2 separate regions of the Pan troglodytes genome follow, and region 1 is linked to region 2. Evidence: chromatin contacts called from public capture Hi-C data. All regions are on one chromosome and are shown on one strand. The core of a region is the stretch at or near the end of the contact, and the rest is flanking DNA. Distances in the headings are between cores, read along the strand shown.

Region 1 (6,105 bases), core at 337-2,836, 440 kb after region 2:
ACTTTTTTTTTAACCTCGAAGGGGCTTGTTATGACAAAGCTGTTTAAAATATTAAAAAGCACCTAGTTTGTTATTATTGAAGAAGTGTTATAATTTTTTTATAATGTTGTAATTGAGAATAGTTTATACTCTTAAAAATAGGGTGAGAGGTGTTCAGTCCAGGAAGTATCTCCTCTATTTCACTTTCCACACTTATTATTAAGGATAACTTTCATTTATCTTAGAAAAACATAAAGCAAAAGCCTACCCAAGGTCTCGCTTGGCAGTGATAACTTCAAGTTATTTTTCCTTCCGGAATGTTGTAGCATGAAGTAACTTCATCCATATCCAGCCTTTATTTTTACTGCATCTTTTTAAAAGTTTTGGCCGGGCGCGGTGGCTCACGCCTGTAATCCCAGCACTTTGGGAGGCCGAGGTGGGTAGATCACGAGGTAAGGAGATCTCTGAGACCATCCTGGCTAACATGGTGAAACCCCATCTCTACTAAAAATACAAAAAATTAGCCAGGCGTGGTGGCAGGCACCTGTAGTCCCAGCTACTCGGGAGGCTGAGGCAGGAGAATGGCATGAACCTGGGAGGTGGAGCTGGCAGTGAGCCAAGATTGCACCAACACACTCCAGCCTGGACGACAGAGCGAGACTCCGTCTCAAAAAAAAAAAAAAAAAGTTTTGTTTTGGAGTACTAGTAGCACGATCATAGCTCACTGCAGCCTGGAACTCCTGGGCTCAACGATCCTCCTGTCTCAGCCTCCCAAGTAGCTGGGACCCTACTGAGTAGCATGTCCAGTCCTGCGTCTTTTTTTTTTTGAGACAGTCTCGCTCTGTTGCCAGGCTGCTGGAGTGCAGTGGCATGATCTCAGCTCACTGCAGCCTCCGCCTCCCAGGTTCAAATGATTCTCCTGCCTCAGCCTCCTGAGTAGCTGGGATTACAGGCGCCCGCCACCACATCTGGCTAAATTTTTGTATTTTTAGTAGAGATGGGGTTTCACCGTGTTAGCCAGGATGGTCTCGATCTCCTGACCTCGTGATCCGCCCGCCTCGGCCTCCCAAAGTGCTAGGATTACAGGCGTGAGCCACTGCGCCCGGCCCAGCCCTGCATCTTATATGCACTATATCCATGCAGAGATCCCTCCTTCTTGGGTATATTCAGAAAATTAAGTGAATGAAAGCTTTCTCTACATCTTCTTTAAAATTATCATATCTTTTCCAAGTAATGTTTTCAGCATATTGACCCTGTCTCACACAAGCATGTGATTAGGTGTCTCCACCCAGAAGAAGGGTATAGAAATATTTGGTTTCTGTAGTAATATTCTCTTGAGAAACAAGGCATGGATGATGTTGTTTCACTAATGGTTGATGTCGAAAGACCTGTCAGTACAAGACTGTATCACACATGGGTATGTGGCCTGTTGGAAGGATTAGTCTTTTTCCTGCGCTTTGAAGTGTCTACAGGGTGGGAAAAGACCAGTGACTAGCAGGACAGTACGAAGACGGAGGTGCCTGTGAATTCGGGCTCCAGAGGCTTCTACGGGGGACACACCGACCACTCCCTTTAACATTTTGGCCATCTTTGTGACCTAGTGGGATGCTGGAATTGTTTCTAGCCGAACCTCAGCACCAGTGAGTACGTGAGCACCACGACTGGGCTTTCTGGGCATGGGAGAGACTTGGGCGGATAGCAGCGTGTTTAAAAATGGCGGGGTCATTCAATCACACATGAGTTAAAAAACTATACATTGTGTGGAAAAGACCACTCCAAAATCAGAGGAGGTTTTAGGGGCATCAAAAAGTACATCCACATATCAGTGATCCCAAATCAAAGATGGAGCTTTTTGGTTTTCCTCTTTGTAGCCAGTCGGACAAATCTAAGGCAGATGAAAATTCCATAGGAGTTTTGAATTAAAAGAAGCGCCCTAAGGGAAGGCTGTGATGAAGTGTGGTCGTGAATGGATTCCACTGTGCCAGGCCTGCACGGGTTAGCACTGGCTGCCTGTCCTGGAAGCCCCTCCATTATTTTTAGAGGCCTCTTATCAATCACTGCCTTCACTCCCAGCAGTGGGAGTGGGTTGAGCCTCTGGTCTGAGCCTCTCCTGCCTGCCGCCCCCACATCTTTTAGGCTATTTTATAATGCATTTAACAGCCTCCCGCTGTGTTCACTAAGCTACAATCTTTAACTCATTCACAACCAGCATGCAGGGAGCATGTAAAAATACTTTCTCAGGCCGGGCGCAGTGGCTCACGCCTGTAATCCCATCACTTTGGGAGGCCGACATGAGCGGATCACCTGAGGTCAGGAGTTTGAGACCAATCTGGCCAACATGGCGAAACTCTGTCTCTAATAAAAATTAGCTGGGCATGGTGGCGGGCGCCTGTGGTCCCGGCCACTCGGGAGGCTGAGGCAGGAAAATCGCTTGAACCCGGGAGGTGGAGGCTGCAGTCATTCGATATCACACCACTGCACTCTAGCCTGGGCAACAGAGCAAGACTGTGACTCCAAAAAAAAAAAAAAAAAATGAAAGGTTTCTGCTCACCACAAACTAGAAGGGAATGATGGTGGTCTTGTTTGGGACTCTTTACCTGCAGCAAGAACCTGGGGAATGTGGGGGTGATTTTGGTGTGTCATGTACAGTTGGGCTGGGGAAAGCGAAAAAAGTGAAGAAGAGGAGGTGAGGAGGGGGAGGTCAGCACAGGAAGAAGGGTCCCGGCCACCTTTGACCCATACTTGGGGTAAAGGACCTGCGTCTGGCCAGGCTCTGTGGCTTATGTCTGTAATCCCAGCACTTTGGGAGGCTGAGGTGGGAGGATCTTTTGAGGCCAGGAGTTCAAGACTAGCCTGGGCAACATAGCAAGATCCTCCATCTCTACAAAAACACAAAACAAAAACAGAAAAGGGATCTTCATCTTTACATGGTGCAAATAAAGAAAATTAGAAGATAGGGAGTTAACTTGAGACATACTATTATGTGCTCCTTTTCTCCCCTTGAAATGTTGATGCTGGAAGTCAAGGTGGTAAAAAATAGGCACAATGTCACATTCAGCTTCACAAGATTTGAAAGTGCATCTCAGCTGGGAGCGGTGGCTCACGCCTGTAATCCCAACACTTTCAGCGGCCGAGGCAGGTGGATCACCTGAGGTCAGGAGTTCGAGACCAGCCTGGCCAACATGGCTAAACCCCATCTCTACTAAAGATAGAAATATTTAGTGGGGTGTGGTGGTGAGTGCCTGTAGTCCCAGCTACTCAGGAGGCTGAGGCAGGAGAATCGCTGGAACCCTGGAGGCAGAGGCTGCAGCGAGCTGACATCATGCCACTGTACTCCAGCCTGGGCGACAGAGCAAGACTCCGTCTCAAAAAAATAAAAAAGAGTGAATCTCAACTTTTTTTTTTTTTTTTTTGAGACGGAGTCTCGCTCTGTCGCCCAGGCTGGAGTGCAGTGGCGCGATCTCGGCTCACTGCAAGCTCCGCCTCCCGGGTTCACGCCATTCTCCTGCCTCAGCCTCCCGAGTAGCTGGGGCTACAGGCGCCCGCCACCATGTTTGGCTAATTTTTTGTATTTTTTTAGTAGAGACGGGGTTTCTCCGTGGTAGCCAGGATGGTCTCGATCTCCTGACCTCGTGATCCGCCCGCCTCGGCCTCCTAGAGTGCTGGGATTACAAGCGTGAACCGCCGCGCCCGGCCTTCAACATTTTGTATTGGCGATTTTCAGTGACATCTGGTCCTGCAAATCAAGAGCTTTCTGGTTCAGCAGAGCTGAAAGCTGTTCAATACTGCCCTCTTCTGTCCAAAACTCATTCAGGCATTTGGACAATGATTTTATACTCGGGAATGTTTTTGACAAAGCGTGATGGTGAAAATTGGACATTATCTAACCATGGGGACAGAAAAACAAATTGTGCAGCCATTAGGTCTTAGTTTTGAAGACTTTATTCAGAAAACAACACAAATAGTGATTATCTGGATGTTGTACTTATGAAAAATTTTCCCTATTCTCTGTATTTTAAAGTCTTCTACAATTTATACTGATTATGTTTGGAATTGGCAAAAAGTAAAATAAGTCGTTCTATTTTGAAGAAAACAAGCAAAAATATTAAAGTTTTTGTTATTTTTATAGAAAGCCAACTGATACTTCATCCTTATAACCAGCCTTAGTGTCCTCACCTATAATGTAAGTGACTTATGTTATAGGTGAGGACACTAAGAACAGAGATTTTCATTTTATTTTTATTTTTACTGTTTTGTTTGTTTGTTTGTTTGTTTTTGAGATGGAGACTCACTCTGTCACCTGTGCAGTGGCACGATCTCCACTCATTGCCACCTCCACCTCGAAAGTTCAAGCAATCCTCCTGCCTCAGCCTCCCAAGTAGCTGGGATTATAAGATGCACCACCACGCCCAGCTAACTTTTGTATTTTTAGTAGAGACGGGGTTTGACTGTGTTGCCCAAAGCTGGTCTCAGACTCCTGACCCCAAAGCGATCCTCCTGCCTCAGCCTCCCAAAGTGCTGGGATTACAGCCCCGTGAGCCACTGCACCTGGCCTTATTTTTCGTTTAGATTCAGGGGATACATATATAGGTTTGTTACCTGGATATATTGCATAATGGTGAGGTTTGGGCTCTAGTGTACCCGTCACCAGAGTGGTGAACATTGTACTCAATACTATTTTTCAACTCTCACTTCCCTTCCACCCTCCCTCCCTTTTAGAGTCCCCAGTGTCTATTATTTCCATCTTTATGTCCCTGTGTACTCATTGGTTAGCTACCATTTATGAGAATATGCAGCATTTTACTTTCTGTTTCTGAGTTATTTTACTTAGGATAATGGCCTCCAGATCCTTCCATGTTGCTGCAAAGGACATGATTTCATTCTTTTTCATGGCTGCATAGTATTCCATGGTGTATATGGACCACATTTTCTTTATCCAGTCAAACTTTGATGGACACTTGGGTTGGTTCCATGACTTTGCTAGTGTGAATAGTGCTGCAAGAAACATACAAGTGCAGGCATCTTTTTGATAAACTGATTTTATCTCTCTTGGGTAGATGCCAAATAATGGGATTGCTGTGTGGAATGGTAGTTGTTTTTTGTTCCTTGAGAAATCTCCATATTGTTTTCTATAGCTCTCTTACTAATTTACATTCCCACTGGCAATGTATAAATATTCCCTTTTCTCCACATCTGTGCCAACATCTGTTGTTTTTTGACTTTTTAATAATAGCTATTCTGGCTAGGCACAGTGGCTCACATCTATAATCCCAGAACTTTGGGAGGCTGAGGCAGGTGGATCACCTGAAGTCAGCAGTTCAAGACCAACATGGCCAACATGGTGAAACCCCGTCTCTACTAAAAATATAAAAATTAACCAGGCGCGGTGGCATGTGGCTGTAATCCTAGCTACTCGGGAGGCTGAGACAGAATTGCTTGAACCCAGGAGGTGGAGGTTGCAGTAGAACTGAGATCACACCACTGCACTCCAGCCTGGGCGACAGAGCGAGACTCTGTCTCAAAATACATAAATAATAAAAAATAGCCATTCTGACTGGTGCAAGATTGTGGTTTTAATTTGCATTTCTCTGATAATTAGTGATGCTGAGAATGTTTTCGTATGTTTCTTTGCCATTTGTATGTCTTCTTTTGAGAAATGTCTAAGAACAGAGATTTTGCCCAAGGGCCCGGTGCTAGTAAGTGGTACAGCTAAAATTTAAACGCCAGTCTGTCCCCAGAACTTCTGCTCTTTAATTTTCTTCCCCTCTGCCTGAATTTTTTTTCTCTCTTTGGTGGGGGAAAGTTAAGTCGTTTTCCTGTTGTTTAATACATAGATAAAATTTATATTATGGTGTGTAATGTGAAGCAAATATCGGATAGCCTTCTCTAAAATCAGGTTGGGTAAATCATCACTCTATATTTTGTTGTTTTCTATAATTTTTAGTAGTTATCTGCAATTCCAAGTGCATTCTTCCAAGTGATTTAAAAAAAAATAATAACTTCAGGCCAGGTCCGGTGGCTCACATCTGTAATCCCAGCACTTTGAGAGGCCAAGGTGGGTAGATCACCTGAGGTCAGGAGTTCGAGACCAGTCTCTACAGTTTAGTAGAGACGTGGAAACCCCGT
Region 2 (5,898 bases), core at 1,796-4,295:
GAAAATTCAAGGGCAATATTTTGCACTTGAGAGCCCAGAAATTTTGATTTGGAAGCTCAGTGGAAGAGGAAAATAAACCGTGCCCTGCACTGAACAGCTGTGGTGAAGAGAGAAAATACCTTCCTTGGCAATTGAATGTTTTTGCAGCTGTCACAGATACTTTTGCTAGTTGTATCTGTATTTTTGAAAAACAAAGACATTTTTCAAAGTACTTTTTTATTACGGGAATAAATCACCTTGTCTCTGTACTTTGGGATGAATCTCATCCGAACTTTGAGAACGATTAAGTGGCTTGACTTTCTGCAGAATCTGGTCATTGGGTAACATTCTTGTTTTCATATGGACCAGAAGGTTCTCTTTCATAGTTGATGTTGCACACACGTTTTTTTCCCTAAGTCCTTGGTATTTATAGTGGCACCATTGCGAATGTTAGAGGCTATCAACTTTCATTCTTATTATTGCTTCATCTTTGTAGCCAAAAATATGGGAAGAAATGTTCATAGCCCCGCCCCATACTTGTCCCCCTCTACCTGGCCTACCTACCCACGTCAGGCTCCTGTCCCACCACAAATGACAGCCTGTGTCTTTCATGTTAGCAGCTAGTCTTTCACTAGCCACATACTTCCCCATAACCCATATGCCTCCCTGTGTCTGCCTGACGTCTGAATTGTCACTATTCTGTTGTTGTATTTTTACAAGAAGAATGTATGGGGCAGAAAACCCTTGCCATTCATTTCCTGAGTAGGAATTCTAGCCTTCCTTGGAGTCGTGGTAATATGGAGACATGGTAATATGTGGATTGTACCACTCAATGGCTGTCTGGAGGCCACAGTGGTGCAAAAAGCCACCTAGGCATGGGTTAGTGTCCTGGGGCACCCAATCAGGACAGGACACCTGGCACACCCTTGGAAAAGCTTCACTGTGAAAAACACTGGAAGTAAAAATTTTAACAACAGATAGGGATTTTTTTCCCCTTGAGACAGAGGCTCACTCTGTTACCCAGGCTGGAGTGCAGTGGCGCGATCTCGGCTCACTACAGCCTCTGCCTCATGGGTTCAAGAGATTCTCATGCCTCAGCCACCTGAGTAGCTGGGATTACAGGCGAGCACCACCATGACTGGCTAATTTTTATATTTTTAGTAGAGATGGAGTTTCGCCATGTTGGCCAGGCTGGTCTCGAACTCCTGACCTCAAGTGATCCACCCACATGGCCCTCTCAAAGTGCTGGAATTAGAGGCCTGAGTCACTGTGCCTGGCCCAGATGGGGATTTTTGTTGCCCAGCTTAATCAACCAAGAATAAAAGTGCATTTTAAGATTATAATCTATTTAACTTCTCCTTATTGGCAATGGTAAAAGAGTTAAGGAAAAAAGAGAATAAGCTTAGGATTATGGCTACTAAGTAGAAGGACGTTATCTTTGACGGGCATTTCTGTTGTGCTTATTTGTACCTGACATGGAACAAGACCCCCCCATCCCCTCAACACATACCTGCTGTGGGACATCTGGCTAGAGATTTCCAAAGCTGAGGGTGAAAGGTTTGGGTATCGGGTGTGACTGCGTAACACTAGAGTTCTATCTACCATCTCTTAAACTACAGGTAGTCTTACCGGTGTGGGCTGACCTTCCGGTTATCAGGCAGCCTGCTGCAACCACTAGAAACTGCCTTTGAAGGTTTCCAGTCCGGCACAACATTTGTGTTCTCATTAAACAGTAGAGCATAGGCTTTGGGGACACACAGCTCTGGGCTCAAGCCTTAGCTGTTGCTGCTCTGAGCCTGTTTCCTCACGTAGAAAGGCAATCATAATACTCCCTACTTTATGGGGCAGTTGTGGGAATGGAATTAAATACTAATGTGGGCCGGGTGCAGTGGTTCACGCCTGTAGTCCCAGCACTTTGGGAGGCTGAGGAGGGCAGATTGCTTGAGCCCAGGAGTTTGAGACCAGCCTGGCAACATGGCGAAACTCCATCTCTAAAAAAGTACAAAAATTAGCCAGGCGTGGTGGCTGTAGTCCCAGGTACTTTGGAGGCTGAGGTGGGATGATCACCTGAATCTGGGGAGGTCGAGGTTGCAGTGAGCTGAGATTGCACCACCGCACTCCAACCTGGAGTGCAGGCTGGAGGAAAAGAAATATATGGGTCAATTAGGCAAATGTGGGTCAATTAGGCAAATCACTCAAATCGTAAGTAGATATACTAGTAAAATAGTGTGACTTAGGGTCCTTCACTGGAAGCCTGGTATTACATGCTTCCATTGTGTGGGTGGGGGAAGGAGAGAGTGTCTCCAGCTCTCTGTCTGTGAGGTCTCCCAGCAGAATATTGGCCAAGGGAGTGAAACCAAAAGCAAGACTACCATGAGATAACGTTCCAGAGAGAGGAGGGACTAACCAGAGCAGGTGCCCAGCTTTGGCCAGTCAGGCTCATCTTCCAGTCCTCAGTAGATTATTATCAACTTTAAGTGATGTCACAGACTCCCTTCCTCCAAAGCTGTGGACCTCTTCCTTCCCATGCCTCTTGTTACTTGGAAGTCACTCTACTTCCAAACATGTCGGCTGGAGATCCCTGATGGGCCAGTTACTACTTTCAGGCTCTGTAGGTTTAAAGAATAGTTATATCCAGTTAGTTACAAATAGAAATCGATCCTTTCTCTGTCCGTCTGTCTAAATGGAAGGATATTCTGTGGACACTGATTAGGTATAAAATCTCCACGGAGCCTGAGCATAAAGAATTGAACTTCTTAGGGTTCCACAGAAACCAGAATAGACTTCTGTGTTTGGTAGCTTTGTAACTTACGCCCGTTGAGGTGTACGGTTGAAAATTGAGAATAAATTTCCTGTTCTGTTTCTGAGCATCTTTTCCAGGCTTGGAGATGCGTTGAGCATTTCCACGGAGACCCTAGAGGTGGGGAGGGGAAGAACGCCTGGGCATTTGTCCAAATTAGCCATATGCTGTGGAGTGTCACATGTCAGGAAGCCAAGGCACTGGAGCTAGTGTTTTTGGGCAGGGCTAGGGAACCCCCCGCCTTTCCTCCACCCAAACGCAGGCCCCCACACCCAGCGTCCTGGGCCCTGCAGGGGAATGACACTGTTGGTTTCACTCTCAGGAACGAGCCTAGATTTGGAGGTAACCTCTTCCTGACCCCGATGATTTCACTCTGATGCCAAAACCAGTCTGAAGTGGGTGTGGTTTTGCATTTGGTGTTTACAAGGTGGAGTGGTGCCCTCTGCATGGAAGGGAGAGGTGGGCAGGTACGGCAGGGCCCTGTTCCCTCGGGAGTCTCCTCTGAACCTGTGGTTAGGGCACAGCTGGACAATGCTGAAATGGTCTCCAGCTGGGAGATGAGGTAAACCTCAGCTGCATGCCGAAGAAATAACCTAGAAATCAGAGAACCGTTTTATTTTGTTTTTCTCAGAGGATCTCATTTCTCCCTCTCCTCCTGAGCACAGAGACCCTCAAAACTGGTATTCACAGAAGGAAAAAATATAGGTCTTTTACCTTTGAAGGATCAAAGTGTCTAGGGTTTTCTGTGGTTTTTTTTTTTTTTTTTTTGAACAAAGCTGAACTATTACAAAGTCCTTTTCAGTTTAAATTTAGTGCATGGCATGGCTCATGAAAGACTTTTAAAAGTGAATTGGAAAATTCTAAATGTACTTGTATTATACATGTGAAAGGATGACTTCTTGAGAAAAGAATGATGTCTGTCCCAAACGGGAGAAGGAAGGAACTCTAGCTTTTAAACTGCACTACATTAGTGAGTTACATGACAATTCTCCTTTTAACAGGATGGAATGCACTTAAAGCAGTAATGTGCTATGGGGACAGTAATGACAGACAATGTTAATTGACAGAATGGCTACTCTGAACCAGGCACTGTCTTGTACTCCTGTTATCTCAGTGGTCTTCACACTTATTCTGTTAGGCAGGACTGTCATCCTCCCCACATTACAGATGAGGAAACTGAGGCTTAGAGAGGAGACTTTGCAAAGATCATGTGATTAAAAAATGGTAGAGGTGGCAAAACAGCCTGTGTTTTTAACACTGTCCCATGTCAGCTCTTATTCCAGATCATCACATAAAGTCTAATCTCTAATCTTGAAAACCAAAAAGCACCTGCCACCTCAGATAAGAGAGACCAAGACCCTAGACATTCGACTTGTGTTGAATTCACTCTTATTTTACTTTGATGTTTGTAATCCCAGAGCCATACTTGTTAAGAGAGTTGAGCTGAAGTAGAGTGAATGCTGTCCCCTCCCTGAGGCCTGGGGCTCATCATCAGCTATCCAGGCTCCCCTTTCAGAGGGGATGGTGAGCACCTTCGGAGAGGGCAGGGATGGACACACAAGACAGCCTCAGTTATGTGAGTTCATCCCCTCCCCTGCCTGCTGTGGGTGAGATGGAGAAACAAGCACTGGACCCTCCTGGGCATCACAGCCTCGTACTTAGCGAGTGGCTGAGGTCATCAGTAGCCCAGGTCATCAGTAGTGTGGAATTAAGTGCACTGAATAGTGTTGGCGCCTGAGCTTTGTTTGACAGACTTAGGGGGTCAGCTCACCACTTTCCCCTCTTGCTTCTGACTGATCATTGCTCTGTTTGTTAATACCAAGGAAGAAGGTGAATAGAGCTTTTTAGAAAGCCAAAAAAACTTTATTAGACTTTATGCCATTATACTTAGCAGTGTTGAGGGAAGGATTTGTGAGACGATATATTCAAACTAATGGGCATGAGACCAAGAAGGGGCTGTGTGGCGGGCGCGGTGGCTCACACCTGTAACCCCAGCACTTTGGGAGGCCAAGGCAGGTGGATCACGAGGTCAGGAATCGAGACCATCCTGGCTAACACGGTGAAACCCTGTCTCTACTAAAAAAAAAATACAAAAACAAAATTAGCAGGGTGTGGTGGCGGGCACCTGAAGTCTCTGCTACTCGGGAGGCTGAGGCAGAAGAATGGCATGAACCCGGGAGGCGGAGCTTGCAGTGAGCCGAGATCGCGCCACTGCACTCCAGCCTGGGCAATAGAGTGAGACTCCATCTAAAAAAAAGCCGGTGGGGGGGGCCATGTAATTAACAGACTGATTGGTCTTAGGTGGTTCAGAATTTAAGCTGAGAAATTAAGATTGAGAGGAAATGATGTATTGTCGTTATATCGAATATGTGAGTAAAAACATAATTAAAACACCATCTATCTCCAGTTTTCCCGATATTACCTCCCTTTTATGATGCCCTTCCTGTACCTTATTAGGCAAAATATTCCAATTTCAGTCTTATTGGATTATGCTCTAAATGTTTGAAGGTTGGTCTGAACATGGAATGTATTTTCTCATAGATATAATAGTAGAAACGGTGTTAGGGTCATGGGATTGCGAAGCCAGTTCCACTGCAGTGGAATCATATTGACTTGCTTTCCGATTTTTCTGTGGGAAACTTCATCTGGAGCTTTAATGCACTTCTTAGCTATGGGGTAAGTTTCAGCCTCCATGACGCTTGTGTTACTTTGTAGTCACCTGTGGCCAACCACAAATAAATCTTTGTGGTCATCAGGGGCCAGTGGAGTGTATACTGCACAAAAGAGAGCCTACCCCAATTCTGGAAGAAGGGCTGCAGGCCTGTGTCCCACAAAGAACAGGCAGGAAGCATCACCTTCAGCCCACTGGCAGCAGGTCATCTCCCATTTGCTTTTCTGCACTATCAGCAGAGTCTGGCTTCCTTTTCCACCCCTTCTCCAATGTGAATGCTTTTTAAGGACGTGTAATTAGAATTAAAAAAAAAATTTTTTTTGAGACAGAGTTTTGCTCTTCTCGCCCAGGCTGGAGTGCAGTGGTGCAATCTCAGCTCACCACAGTCTCTGCCTCCCAGGTTCAAATGATTCTCCTGCCTCAGCCTCCTGAGTAGCTGGGATTACAA

Evidence for each region. Capture Hi-C pulls out chosen DNA fragments and counts their contacts.
Region 1: a capture Hi-C map of stem cell-derived neural stem cells shows a contact between it and region 2, with 4 times the contacts expected there. The contact joins two enhancer-like sites. A contact is called at or near these places in 4 of 7 Hi-C or Micro-C datasets (blood, induced pluripotent stem cells and stem cell-derived neural progenitor cells), 1 of 1 datasets of contacts at active chromatin or transcription factors (stem cell-derived excitatory neurons) and 1 of 1 other capture datasets (stem cell-derived neural stem cells).

What each region holds. Positions count from the first base shown.
Region 1 is chr5:163,288,300-163,294,404 of NHGRI_mPanTro3-v2.0_pri, forward strand. The region is part of intron 2 of AKAP12 (A-kinase anchoring protein 12); the gene reads left to right. Among named protein-coding and RNA genes, the nearest start is that of ZBTB2, 57 kb to the right of the region's middle. Within about 2 kb of position 1,587, at least 1 of the 24 cell types and tissues checked has an H3K27ac peak or open chromatin away from gene starts, as enhancers often do. A contact at or near this core is called in stem cell-derived neural stem cells, where this site is marked.
Region 2 is chr5:162,843,521-162,849,418 of NHGRI_mPanTro3-v2.0_pri, forward strand. The region is part of intron 7 of MTHFD1L (methylenetetrahydrofolate dehydrogenase (NADP+ dependent) 1 like); the gene reads left to right. Among named protein-coding and RNA genes, the nearest start is that of MTHFD1L, 29 kb to the left of the region's middle. Within about 2 kb of position 3,046, at least 1 of the 24 cell types and tissues checked has an H3K27ac peak or open chromatin away from gene starts, as enhancers often do. A contact at or near this core is called in stem cell-derived neural stem cells, where this site is marked.